3 separate regions of the Sus scrofa genome follow, and regions 1 and 3 are each linked to region 2. The links are chromatin contacts, called in public HiChIP or PLAC-seq maps. All regions are on one chromosome and are shown on one strand. The core of a region is the stretch at or near the end of the contact, and the rest is flanking DNA. Distances in the headings are between cores, read along the strand shown. Region 1 has its middle 32 kb from the start of DDIT4. Region 2 overlaps ASCC1 (activating signal cointegrator 1 complex subunit 1). Region 3 overlaps DNAJB12 (dnaJ homolog subfamily B member 12).

What was found. HiChIP or PLAC-seq counts read pairs in DNA pulled down with a chosen protein or histone mark.
Region 1: a contact with region 2 is called in an H3K27ac HiChIP or PLAC-seq map of skeletal muscle. The contact joins two enhancer-like sites. A contact is called at or near these places in 1 of 47 Hi-C or Micro-C datasets (embryonic fibroblasts) and 2 of 2 datasets of contacts at active chromatin or transcription factors (alveolar macrophages and skeletal muscle).
Region 3: a contact with region 2 is called in an H3K27ac HiChIP or PLAC-seq map of skeletal muscle. The contact joins two enhancer-like sites. A contact is called at or near these places in 1 of 5 promoter capture datasets (liver), 23 of 47 Hi-C or Micro-C datasets (adipose tissue, alveolar macrophages, blood and 14 more) and 2 of 2 datasets of contacts at active chromatin or transcription factors (alveolar macrophages and skeletal muscle).

What each region holds. Positions count from the first base shown.
Region 1 is chr14:75,147,321-75,151,613 of Sscrofa11.1, reverse strand. No RefSeq gene overlaps it. Among named protein-coding and RNA genes, the nearest start is that of DDIT4, 32 kb to the right of the region's middle. Within about 2 kb of position 2,298, at least 18 of the 83 cell types and tissues checked have an H3K27ac peak or open chromatin away from gene starts, as enhancers often do. A contact at or near this core is called in skeletal muscle, where this site is marked.
Region 2 is chr14:74,995,300-74,999,531 of Sscrofa11.1, reverse strand. The region is part of intron 9 of ASCC1 (activating signal cointegrator 1 complex subunit 1); the gene reads left to right. Among named protein-coding and RNA genes, the nearest start is that of SPOCK2, 29 kb to the right of the region's middle. Within about 2 kb of position 1,516, at least 21 of the 83 cell types and tissues checked have an H3K27ac peak or open chromatin away from gene starts, as enhancers often do. A contact at or near this core is called in adipose tissue, embryonic fibroblasts, fetal skeletal muscle and 2 more, where this site is marked.
Region 3 is chr14:75,166,788-75,171,521 of Sscrofa11.1, reverse strand. DNAJB12 (dnaJ homolog subfamily B member 12) reads left to right here. Exons shown (of 9, transcript XM_013983329.1): 9 at 591-2,446. The coding sequence ends at 640. Among named protein-coding and RNA genes, the nearest start is that of DNAJB12, 21 kb to the left of the region's middle. Within about 2 kb of position 3,076, at least 73 of the 83 cell types and tissues checked have an H3K27ac peak or open chromatin away from gene starts, as enhancers often do. A contact at or near this core is called in adipose tissue, embryonic fibroblasts, fetal skeletal muscle and 2 more, where this site is marked.

The DNA.
Region 1 (4,293 bases), core at 1,049-3,548, 150 kb before region 2:
TGGGGAGGGACTCTGATGAATCCAAAATTCTAAATTCAAAGTTGACTTTCTGGAGTTCCTGTCATGGCTCAGTGGTTAATGAATCTGACTAGCATCCTGAGGACGCAGGTTTGATCCCTGGCCTTGCTCAGTGGGTTAAGGATCTGGTGTTGCCGTGAGCTGTGGTGTAGGTTGCAGATGCGGCTCGGATCTGGCATTGCTGTGGCTGTGGTGTAGGCCAGCAGCTATATGTCCAATTTGACCCCTAGCCTGGGAAACTTCATATGCCGCAGATGCAGCTCTAAAAAGCAAAAAAAAAAAGTTGACTTTCCAGGTCATTCTGGAGGCAGGGAAATAAAACATTTTATTTGACAACTTATTAGCTTCATTTATAAATATTGACTATCCAGACATGTGGTTTGTGAGTTTCCACGTGTGCTCTCACCTGGTGCCCCGAAAGGTAGAGGCGGCCTGGTTACCTTGGTTTCCCTGAGCCAGCAGGTTGCCATTGGCCTCTCGGTGGTGTCCTGAGCTTGAAAGCCTCCAGAGGGGAAGGGAGAAACCACAGTTTCTGAGCATAGACCAGGCCAGGATCTGCCCTCCAGCAATTCCACCTTTTTCTTTCAAGGGGCAGAAAGGTACTGCTACAGTGTGGGGACAAGTCCAGCTCACCCTCAGGGCCTGACTTAAGACTCCACTCACCTGGGAGCCTGCTTCTCTGTGACACACCCCCACCTGCTCATCCCAGAATTGCCTCCATTCTCAAGTCACATTTGTCTTCTATCCCTCTGCATGCATCTCTCTGTTTCCCAGAATAGAAAGGTCCAAGGAGAAGGAAAGATGCTTGAAGAGAAAAAGGGTCCTGGAGATAGAAAATAGAAAGAAAGTGGGGGAGTTCCCATCATGGCTCAGTGGTTAACGAATCTAAGAACCATGAGGTTGCCGGTTTGATCCCTGGCCTTGCTCAGTGGGTTAAGGATCCAGCGTTGCTGTGAGCCGTGATGTAAGTCGAAGACGCAGCTCTGATCTGGCGTTGCTGTGACTGTGGCATAGGCTTGGCGGCTACAGCTCCGATTCGATCCCTGGCCTGGGAACCTCCATATGCCGCAGAAGCAGCCCTTACTAAAGGCAAAAAGACAAAAAAAAAAAAAAAAAAAAAATGTGTCCTAGAGAAGATGACAGGGTGGAAGGGAGCATGAGGGATGGAAGGGAGCATGAGGAGAGGGCCAGGGACCCTTAGCCTCTGGGGGGAAGTGAGAGAACATAAGATCCGTGAGCCGGAGGGAGGGTTCAGCACGGCAGGTCCTGCTGGGACGAGCAGCTGTGCCTGATGGAAGGTGATGGGGGAGGGTGGGGGTGCGGGCGGCCCGAAGCCCCAGGTACAGCTTTGGGGCCACGTGGCCTCTGCAAAGCCTTCAGCCCCCAGCAGAGCTGAAATGGAAACTCTGAGTCCAGTTTCAGGATCAACGGAGGAGCTGAGGGAAGATGGAAAGCAGCTGAAAATGCCTTAGTTTGGCTGTTGCCCCATTCAAATCCTTTCCTTCTACAACGCCCTGCAGCTGTGGCCAATTGAAGAGCTTCCCAAGCACAATGGTAACCTCTCCCTGTGCCCCTCACAGCCGGCCTCTGGGCCTGGCCGGGCAGCTGTTAAAGCCATTTCACCAGTGAGGACCTGAGAAGCCGACAGGTCACACAGCCCGGAAGGTGTGAACATGAGGTGAGGCCAACTGCTGGGCATGGGAAAGGAAAACCAACAGCCAGATTCCAGAAAGGATCCACAACATTCGTCATCCCACCATCAGAGCTCCCATTGACTGAGCTCTTACTGCATGCCTGCTCTCTCATCCGCCCCCTGAGCCCACGGGAAAAGCCGCATACAGTAACTGTGATCCCTATTCTACAGATGAGGCCTCTGATGTCCAGAGAGGTTAAGTCCATTGCCTAAGGTCACACAGTCACAGGTGGTGAAACAGACAGATCCGATCACAGGGCAGAGTGTGTGCTGGCCTGAACCACAAGTGTAAGCCTCCGCCGTGAGCACGCGTGAGAAAAACCCACAGAGAATGTGTGCAAGGTGGAGGGCTGGGTTCCAAGCAGTGGGGAACAGCTGTGTTGGCGGGGGGGGGAGGGGCGCAGAATGTGTGTGTGAGCACAGCTTTGACAGCGGCAAACAGTGCGTGGGAGTGTGTTGACGACAGGGTGTGGGATGGCAGTGCCATCGCCATGTGTGTTTCTGCTGGCAGCGGAATGTTCTGGTCTGTGTTGATAAACAACAGTTTGGGCAGGCTTGAGGCTGGAGCGGGGACAGAAGAGAAGCACTGGGGGGCGGGGACAAGCCCAGGGGTGACCGGAGGCCCAAGCCTGCAGCTCCCAGAATAACGAGGGAAAACAGAGCGGAGGCAGTTGTTTTCTCAGCTGACCTCACTGGGTGCGCTCCTCTGGGTGTGGATCCCTCTTCAAATCACCTGATGCCCATAAACGTGAAAAACAGGAGCAGGGACACGCTGTGAGGAAGAGAGTGTTCTTCCTGGAGTGCTAGTTGCACGGACGGAGGTTTAATCAACAGCTGAGGCCAGTGCAAACGCATCGTGATGTCCGTGGCCGGGCAGAGTCTTCAAAAGTCAGCTTCTTGGAAGAGGTGGCACCCCCGAGACCATCCCAGGTCACGACTGTAACAGGAGCCCCTGCATCTCACCCTCGCCTCTTGGCAGGCATAGGTGTGAGCCTGCAAGCAAGGGCACCCCAACCTGGGAGTTGTCACATGAGAGATACCCCGGGGTCGGGCCCCCAGCCCACTGCTCCCATCAGAATGCCCCCTCCCAAGGCTCCCTCTCCATTCCTGGGCTGCCATGTTGCCTCAGGACCTTAGATTCACCGCCTCCTGGATGCCTTCCACACTCCCCACCCCACTACCTTAAAACGGCCTCCCTCAGCTGCTCTCATTGCCAGGGCCCTTCACGCAGGCCACACCATGTGCATGTCGCCTGATCATCTGCTCAGTGCGGGCACTGAATGAGGCAGAAATGGAGGGGGGCAGGTGTGGGTGAAGACCCTTGAAGACTTTGTAACTGCCCTCAAGGATCTTGTGGCTCCGCTGGGGCACACAGAGGGGAACAGCATGAATAAAGCCAAGTGTGATAAAGCCAAGTGAGGTCACCAGAGCCAGTGCTTCTGATCTGGAAGCTGGGGGATTGGGGGGGGGATGGCGCATGGCGGGAGTGGTGGCCCTGCCAAATTAGTTTTAGCTCCTTGAGTTCAGGGATCTTCTGAAGCCAACACACAGAATCTGCTAAATCAGTGTCTGTAGTTTCTTGATTGAAAGCCTCCAAACCACCCTCTGAAATCCTTGTTTGGGAGCTAGAGGTGCCCCCCCGCCCCGCCCTCTGTGGGGTTGGAGGAAGGAAGTCTTGGCCTGGCCGAGCTGGTGGAGGAGGCTGGCGATACTCTTCCCTGTTCTGCTGGCCGCCCTCCCGTCAAGGGCTTGTTATTCCCCAGGGTTGTTTAACGTGTGCTTCCTGTACCCCAGAGCTCGCAGCACCCAGTCACCTCAAAGACCAGGGCAGGAGAGAAACACCTTAGGCTGAGGCTCCTGCTGGTTAATCACAGACACATTGCTCTCCTTGTCTCAGACTGATCTCTTGCAGAAGTTCAGCAAAACCATGCCCCTGCATTCTCCTCTTGCAGCCCTGTGAAGAGACAGACCTGCTTTCCTTCCTACATACAGATGAAGTTATTCTTGGCTTTAACTATTTTTTTTTTTTTTTGGCCACACCTGTGGCATGTGGAAATCACCAGGGTCAGGGATCAAACCTGTGCCACAGCAGTGACAATGCCATGTCCTTAATCTACTAAGCCACCAGGGAACTCCTTGCCTTTAATTTTTTAACAGGACTAACCTTACCACTGCACACAGTGGCTGGCTGCCTCCGTGTTCCCTTCCTTCTTTTTTTTTTTTTTTTCTTTTTTTTCTTTTTAGAGCTTTACCCTCGACATATGGAGGTTCCCAGGCTAGGGGTCGAATCAGAGGTACAGCTGCCGGCCTACACCACAGCCATAGCAACAGGGGATCTGAGCCAGGTCTGTGACCTACACCACAGCTCACCACAATGTCAGATCCTTAACCCACTGAGCAGGGCCAGGGATCAAACCTGCATCCTCAGGGATCCTAGTTGGGTTTGTTAACCACTGAGCTACGAAGGGAGCTCCCTGTGCTTCCTTCCATTTAAACAGAGTCAGAAGGGCCCTTACCCTAAACACCTTCCCCACTGTCCTGTGGAGGTTTCTGAAGTGCACTATTAGCTCTACCTTCCGGAG
Region 2 (4,232 bases), core at 267-2,766:
AATAATATCTGACTAGACATAAATGTTGGAGAAATGGATGTGCCATTTAGTCTAAAACTGGCTAATTAAGAATTAGGCCTTTGAGGAGTTCCCTTGGTGGCTCAGCAGAAACAAATCTGATTAGTATCCACGAGGACTGATACAGGTTCGATCTCTGGCCTTGCTCAGTGAGTTAAGGATCTGGCGTTGCCGTGGCTGTGGTGTAGGCTGGCAGCTACAGCTCCAATTTGACCCCTAGCCTAAGAATGTCCATATGCTGAGGGTTTAGCCCTAAAAAAGAAGACAAAAAAAAAAAAAAAAAAAAGAATTAGACTTTTGAGTTAAATATAATAATACTAACACCAACAGAAATACTTACGGACTGTATACCGTCTTTCAGACCATGTGTCCTTCAGATAAAACTCATCATGATACAGTCCCTACCTTCTAGGAGTTTCCTGTCTTTGAGAGTTACAGAGACCATTGCAGTATAAAATGATGGAGGCAAATTATGAGATGGAGGGGAAGTACCTTTGAACACAGGTAGTTGTAACAAAGCATCTTTAGAATTTCCAATATATTACTTTTTAATCATTATAGAATTAGAGATAATCTTTCACTTATATTCAATCAAGGGAATTAACTTTTCTTTGAGAATAAAGATAAAATGAGGTATCCATTAACTAGCCCCCTAAACATACATGAAGTGATAACTATATTTATGAAGTAGGTATAGCAGCCCAACTTTTGGAATTACCACAGATGGACAAGTCTTTCTTAATTAGAATATGAGAACCTATGGCCCCTGAAACCTTTGTAAAAAAAAAAAAAAAAAAGATTCAGAAAAACCGATGGATTTTATACATATAGTTTTGGTAGCAGATATAATTATTATGTTTAGAAAGGAAAAAAATACATATTTTCACTAACAAGACAGGAACTGACTTGGAGTAAACAGAAAGGTTAACCTTGGTTGTTAAGGAGCCCAAGCATATGTGTATAGCATATTAATAGCTGCATAGGTCAAGGATCAGGAATGCTGGTGATGGGAAGCAGCCTTGGAAAAAAATCAACTTCATCTGCTATTCAAAGAGAAACAAAACGAGAATGCAAGTCATTGCTCACTGCTGTAAGAATTTAATGAGTAACAGCCAATTGCTATTCTGCTCCATGAAGAGAATTAGTCCTTTTGGCTCCATGTGATATTATGTGTTCTGGATGCCTTAATAAGAAAAAAAAATTTCCAATGACTTTTGGAGGTAGAAGCCACATTTTTCTTTTGTACAGCTCTTTTGAGAGTTGTTGCAGCTACAATAGACTATAGTATCTGGTTATTCTTAGTTAAAAAAAGAATTTTCTTACCTTAAGAAGGACTTTGAAATAAGAACTGACAGCTGAAGAACAATCCCCTTGTGTTTTTCAAACCAGAAAAGGAATACATTTAGTTATGGTAGTTTTTTATGAGAGAATGACAGATAGCTCTGAAAGAAGGATGTGTGAGTGAACAAGATCTAGACCAAATTAATAGGACAGTGTCCTGTCTAAAAGTTTCCATTTCCTATCTAAGAGATAGGAACAAAGATAGGATCTGTTTATCTGTAACGCAGTGATAAACTTGTAAATGGAGAAATCATGCTGACCTAAAGATATACTGCCAGGAAATAACTGCTCCCTCACTAGACAGAAGTGAAAAAGTCATTAACTGCCAACTTCTGGAGAGAGAAGTAGTCTTAATGGCAGTCTGTTTGGGAGGCCTTATGAAATGGCCTTATACGATTGAATCAGTATTCCAAGACTGTGCTCTCAGCAGATTGAACTAGGGGTATAGTATTAACTGTTTAAAAGCATAGCTTCTAACTGCAAAGTAGAGAGGAGACTTTAGAGCTCTAACTGCACTCTCCAGAGGAGAGGATTTGGTACAAATAAAAGCACAGTAATGTATTTGGAAAGGAATAGAAAGTACTATAGGTCCCGTATCAAAGGACACTGTGAAAGTGCAATTTCTTTAGGTACTTAAAATCCTGGAACACATAAACCAAGTGAAAAGGAGATGAATTTGCGCCTTTTCCATTTTACATATAAGAATATTTAAATTTAGAAAAAGAGGCATTTGGAAATATTTAACAATATTAATATTTAATAGTACTTTACTTGAAAATATGTTTTAAATCTGTCTAGCTACATTGAAATTTCTCTTGAAAGATGTAAATGAGAGTAACTCAACTATTTCATTCATTTTTGCTTTTGTTCCATCTTTGTCCCTTTAAAAGGACAGTTAGAATGAGTACATTTAAATGAGAGCTTTATTTACTTTGCTTTTTTCAGAAGTTTCTGTAAAGGAAGCTGTTTAAAAATACATACTATTTATTTTCTTCGGTAAAAGTGCATAAAACATGTATGTTTTATTTAACAAATAATCATAAAGTGAACAGTGTAACTAGCACCAAGGTCAGAAAGCAGGCTGTACCTCATATGTCTCCCTGGCGAACTCTTTGGTCTGTTTGTCCTAAGGTAACAAAGGCAAAATTAAGTTCTTAAACACTCTTAGCTTGTTTTCAGTGATTTCTTTGTTTCACAGTATTAAAAGAATACTGAAAAGATGAATTTACTTTTTTTTTTTTCAAAGGAAGAGAGATGAGTTTGAGAACTAGGTAGTAATTGTTTTTAAAGATATTAATGACTATAAAGGAAGATTAACATTTGGAAAATATATTATTTCTTGGCGTTCCTCTTGTAGCTCAGCATGTTAAGAACCTAACTAGTATCCATGAGGATTCAGGTTTGATCCCTGGCCATGTTCAAGGATGTGACGTTGCTGCAAGCTGCGGTATAGGTCACAGATGCAGCTTGGTCCAGTGTTGCTGTGGCTGTGGTGTAGGCCGGCAGCTGCAGCTCCGATTCGACCCCTAGCCTGGGAACTTCCATGTGCTACAGGTACATAAAAAAAAAAAAAAAAGGTATATGATTTCTAAGGAAGCAAAAGTATTGTGGTTTTTATTATCCAATTCAATTCTGTACTGTATTACATACTGTTTTTGAAAATTACTTCTTAGTCACTTGGCTCTTCTTAGAATTTTTTTTCCCCAAAACTCAGCTTTTTCAGAAAGCCTTCCTTGAAAAATCTATCACTAAATGTTCCATTAAATTGTTATGTCAGTATAAATAACAGCAAATTGAATGTAGAATAAAGTTTATCTAAAAAAAAAAAAAAAAAAAAAAGAGTACCCATTGTGGCTCAGCAGTTAACGAGTCTGACCAAGATCCATGAGGATGCAGGTTCCATCCCTGGCCTCACTCAGTGGGTTAAGGATACAGTGGTGCCGTGAGCTGTGGTGTAGGTCACAGATGTGGCTCGATCCCACATTGCTGTGGCTTTGGGGTAGACCAGTGGCCACAGCTCCAATTAGACCCCTAGCCTGGGAACCTTCATATGCCACGGGTGAGGCCCTAAAAAGCAAAAAAAAAAAGTTATCTCTCATTACCACTGTAGCCATAGTGTCATCTTTACTTCATGATATTTCTGTGTCTTGAAATTTTAATTTTATTTAAGCATAACCACTAAGCAGATGTCACTTTCTCTTTAAGCTATTTATGCTTAAATCCTGTTGACACTTATTAAATTCTGTTCACTTGGACATACTAATATTTTGTAATAGCTTTTATCCATAATATTGGAAATAATCACATCAGTCTCAACAATCACGTAAAATAGGCAGCTTGTTAGAGAAGCAGATGTACAACTTTCTGAAGAATTTCACTTGGAACATAAAAATGAAATGTTGTAGAAAAGGTCTGTATGAGAAGAGAGTTCATAGAAATAACAGATACACTCACATACATGTATTCATTTAAGGGTTGGAGGATAAAGTCAAGGAAATCTCGCAAGGTGGAGAAATAGAAAATATGAGGGGAAAAATATGATAAAGAGGATCCTCAGGCAGTGTAAAAATTAACTATTAGGGTTGTAAAAGGAGAAAATAAGACTTTAGAGTCTTGAACTTTAGTGAAAGAGTCTCTGGATTATAGTATTCCCAGGCACTTGGCAGTAGCAAATAAAAATCGTCTCTGGAAGAAAATACCATCACCCTCTGCCTAAAAGTATTCTTCCTAGGAACTTTTGCCCCCCAAATGACCAGTACACAAAGATAACTAGGCATATGAGGAAACCATTCACCATAAGCAAGCAGACATCCAGAATGCTTAAAGACATGAAATATCAGAATTATCAGACTTAGGCTAAAAACAACTTTTTA
Region 3 (4,734 bases), core at 1,827-4,326, 170 kb before region 2:
AGGCAGCAGGCCGAGGGGGGGGGGCACACCCCCAGGCTGCTCCTTGTCTAGTGGGATCAGAGGTGCTTTTGAATGCCACTGCACCTGGAAGCCTGGAAGCCACAGGCATCCGGCCCACCCAGGTGTCTCACCTGAGGTCTGAGGAAGGAAACAGAAGGTCATGAGTTCAGAGCTGAGCAGAGAGCCCTCAGCACAGAAGGGGTGGGGAAAAAATGAAAGGTGCTGGTAGCAGGCTTCCTGCTTCTTTACGCTTGTGTGTGGGTAGCAGGCTCTGTTCCCAGCATTTGCCAAAGGGGACAGCTTGGACTAAGCCCAGAAGAGTGTGGGCAGAGCCGGTGAAGGTTCTTTTTTGTGTTGGTTCCCTGCCCACCCCCTCCTCTGTCTGTGTTCCCTCAGGGGCGGTCCAGCTACAGACTCTACTTTGAGGCCTTTCTGGCTAGTGCCTCTGGGAGGAAAAGAGACTGCAGGGGGCGGTGGGGGCGGGGCTGAGATGGGCAGGACAGGGCCAAGGAGCTGGCTGTTAGTGTGGGCTGAGTTAGAGACTCCGGGGCACATGCTGCCAAGCTAACTGTTACCACTCTCCTCCCCAGACTATGAAATCCCTGGAGAATTTTTGGTGACGTGCACTGAGCCAAGGTGATGGACTGTATGTTTAAGGAAAGACATAACAAGAAAAAAAATTAAAATGGAATTGGAGGCCGAATGCCACACAACTGCCCTCTCTCTCACCCAGTAAATGCAGAAAGCTCTTAGAACAGACAGGAAAACCTGCCACGGGGCTGCTTCCCTTCCTCCCAAGGATGGCAAAGGCTCAGGCTCCACATCGGCTCTCTCCTAGGATACAGAAACCATGGCAACGAAAGTAGAATGTAAAACTTGCAGCAAATGTCTATGGGAAGGGCTGGGGGAAGGGGCACCCAGCTGCCTTTCTTCCCCCTCCCTGAAGCCACCACCAGTCACCTCAGTGGAAGCAATCAGAGGTGTTGGCCAAGGAGAAAGAGGAAGATGAAAGCGAACTCTCCATAGAATGTAATTTATAGATGCGTGTATATGTATATATCTATTTATATGTAAATAGCATATATAAAGAGATATATATATATATAGCCTACTTTTTAAACTATGCAGGGATTTGGTTAAGTTGTTCAGTTAATTTCTTCCCTGTTTTAGAAAACAGCTTGGGGAAGGTAGCCTGGTCCTTCAAAGGCTAGACATTAGCCATAGCTGACAGCATAAGGAAAGTCGGGTCCTAGCTTTTAACAGTCCCCTCAACCCCAGCCTGGTTTTGATGGCAGCAGCAATCATGACAGTATAAATCTGTGGAAAACTTGGAAGGTTGCCAGGTTTATGGTTAAGCTGGGGGCGGGGGCAGGGTGTGGAGCAGGCTGCAGGGGGAGAAATTCCTCCTAAGGCCAGGCGCCAGGTTAGTATGGAGTCACAGTGGAGGCCCCAAACGGCCTGTAGGGATGAGACCACCCCCCTACACCCCACCCCGCCAAGCTCTGGCCAGCTCAGGTGGGCGCTTTGCCTGGTGCCCAGGAGCCCTCTGACCCCTAGCCACAGAGAACAGCAGGGTTGGCGGGGGACCAGGTTCTGCCTGACCACCAGCCCCCTTTAGTTCCTAAATCAGTTTGGCCTTATAGGTGCCCCAGGGCACAGCCCCATTGTTGCTACTGATTTTTCCTAAGTCGTGGAGCAAGGACTTTAGATGGCTTTTTCTCCAAGATTCAATCAGGTGGTGCCCAGGACGCTGGGGCAGCAGCCAACTCCTGAAAAAAGTCCATGACCATGGACATCTCTGTCTCTACCCTCCATGGACATGACGCCACCCGGCCTTCTCTTGCACATTGGACAAAGGATGCACCTGAACCATTTTCTTACTTTCACCGTCAAATGAGGATTTTTCTCAAAACAGCAGTTGCTGCCAGGGGGAAGGGAGGGAGGTTTTATTTATTCCCACAGTTTATACTGGGCCTTTTGGAATTACCTTTTTTTCCCCAAATTTTCCTCTGGCGGTGAGTGTGTCACTGAGCCTGCCATCCTCCGAAGCCTTACTACCCCAAGCTGCCAGCCAGGAGGGGATAACCACCCTCCCAGAGCTTCTCTCAGCTCTTTTTTTAAAAGTCCCCAACATAGGATTCTTGCTGGGAAAGGAAGCTTGGTTAAGAAATGTCAAACATGGTTTTTACAAGGTCTTGCCCTGTGACGAAGCAGCCACCCCAGTCCAGAGAGATGCTCAGAACTGGATGTGGGTGAGAGCGCCCTGCCCACAGTGGCCCCGGTGCTCTGCGCCCACCACCCCGACCACCTGGTCTCAGTAGATGTCCCTAGATGGGCTGAGCCATGTGCAATAAGAACGTAGATCCTAATGGATCCCCTGAGAAGCTGTATTTCTTGAATTAGAATTCTGAAATTGTATATCTATAAATATATGTTTATTACGTGATTGGCTGGCCTTGGTGGGTCTGTGTTGGGCAAGGGGGATGAGCTGGGGGCGGGCACAAGCACCTGTTGCTGCTGACACGGTACAGCCCAGACCACAGGGAGTTTTTGGTGGCAAGCCTAAGGGTCCCGTCCCCCCCCCCCGACTCCCCACCGCTGGCCCGGCCCCAGGTGACAGCCACTTCAGTCACAAGTGTACCCCTCCAGGTAAGGGTAAGAGGCTCAATTGGGCCAGGACCCTGAGGTTCCTGATACCGGTCCAGGGTGGGCAACCTGGGCCATGATCACAGCCTCTGCCTCCCCCTCGTCCAGCTCCCTCCCTTCATTCCCTTGGGCCTGCTGTGAGGCAAACATTCAGAACCTCCCTTCCCCCACCCTGGATCCAGATCGAGGGAAAAGTTCTCCCAAGTTTCCATCTGTGGTTGCACTACCTTCCCAGCCATCCTTCCCACACTGGCTCCACAGCCCGCCCTCCTCCCCCAGAAGATTGGAAAAGTTAAAAATGTGGCAGCCCCGGTAAGGCTTTCTGTGAATGGAGCAGCAGATCTGCCCGGGCCTCCCAGAGACAGAGCCCGGCAGCCCTGACTGGTGGCCCGAGGCCCCTCCTGCGGCTGCTCCAGCCAAAGACAGGCAGGCTGCCCGGTGGTGCCACTGCAGCCCGGGAGCTCATTGGCTGCCCCCACCAGGGTCACCGCAGCCTGCCCGGCCCGCTCTGCGAGCTGCCACTTGTTGGCTGCAGTTAGCAGGGGCGTTGCCAGCCGCCCCTGTTTACCCACCCCAACTCCCTGCCCTCGTGTGTGGCTCTGAGAGCCAGAGGGGTGGGAGAGACTCCTTCCAACTGTTTGCTGTAAAAAAGAGCCTTTGACAAGTGTCCCCACCCACTGTCAGGTGGCAAACAAGGCTCTCGTCCATCCAAGCTCCTGGGATCAGTCAGCTTATCTTTTGGTCCCAGGCTGCCGCCAGGTCTCCCAAGGACAAGGAGCACACACCCCAGCCCTCCCCACCGGGCAGAGTCTCCTGGGGCAGAGTCTCCTGGCCTTTGAGGGAAGGCACACAGACAGACTCAGCTAAATAGGCGGTTGACAACAGTGTTGGCTCTTGAGGAACTCAGAATCCTTACCAAATGTCACACCATGTGATTTGAGTGAGTCAGCCCATTTGCCAGAGTAGGAAACTAAGCCCTAGGGTAGGGAACGTGATGCCCAAGGCTCTCCATAAAACTGTGCATGTCTTTGGGGTCTGTGGAGCAGAACCATCATTTTGAAAACATTTGCTGAACCCGAATTCACTGTCCTTGAGGGGATCAAATCCACTCGTACCAAGAGGAGTGGCAGGAACCCTGAGTTCAGAATGGTGGGAAAGGCCCTAAGGAAAACAGGATTTAATCTGAGGAGCTGGGTGTGTGTGGGCTGCCCTTGTGAGCCATACCCCCTGCCTCCTGGTGGTGACAAAGGTGTCCACCTGGCTTGTGGGGCACATTCCCAGGGCTGGTGTCACCTCTGAAAGGCAGCACAGTGGATCCGTTGGGTGTGGGTGTAGACCCCACAGCCTGGCTTGCCTGGGTTGATCCATGTACTGACTGGGTAGCCTTGTGTGTGTCACTCAACCTCCCTCTCCCTCTATGGCCTCATCTTCATGTGAGTAATAAAACCACCTACCTCATTGGGTCACTGTGAGAAGTAAAAGTGATCACATATACACACTTTAAAAAACCAGCCTGGTACATAGAAAGCTCTGTTTTAAGTATTGTTATTCATCCTCAGTCAAGGAAGATTGACTGAGCACAGACTGGGTGTGAAGTCCCCACCGAAACCACAACTACGACTGAGACTCGGCCTGCCCGATAGGAACTACGGGTGTGAAGGAGCCGGTGATCAGCAGACCCCGGTGGGCAGAGGACTGTGAGAAAAACAAACCCTGGAGCATGGCAGGTGCCAGCAGCTCTGGCTGGAGGTAAAGAAACGGTCACCTGTGAAGGAGGAGGGAGTTGGGACAGGGCTCCAGGTGGGGTGGACACTCTGCTGCAGGGGACAGTGTGGACAAAGTCCTGGAGCTGGGAAAGTCCAGAGTGACCGCATTCAGGGAACAGTTCACACGCCAGGGCCCCAATCTATAGTTGTCATCTTGCCAGTCACAACCAGTGGCCTTGGGCGGAGAAAGAACCTTACTAAGAATGAATGAGTGAGAGAGCCTGTGTCTCCTGAATCCTGGCAGTCCCCTGTCCCCTCTGTTAGGCATTTGGCAAGAGCCTCTGAACCCTTCCTCGTGCTGGGCTCTGCCCTGTAGCCTGTA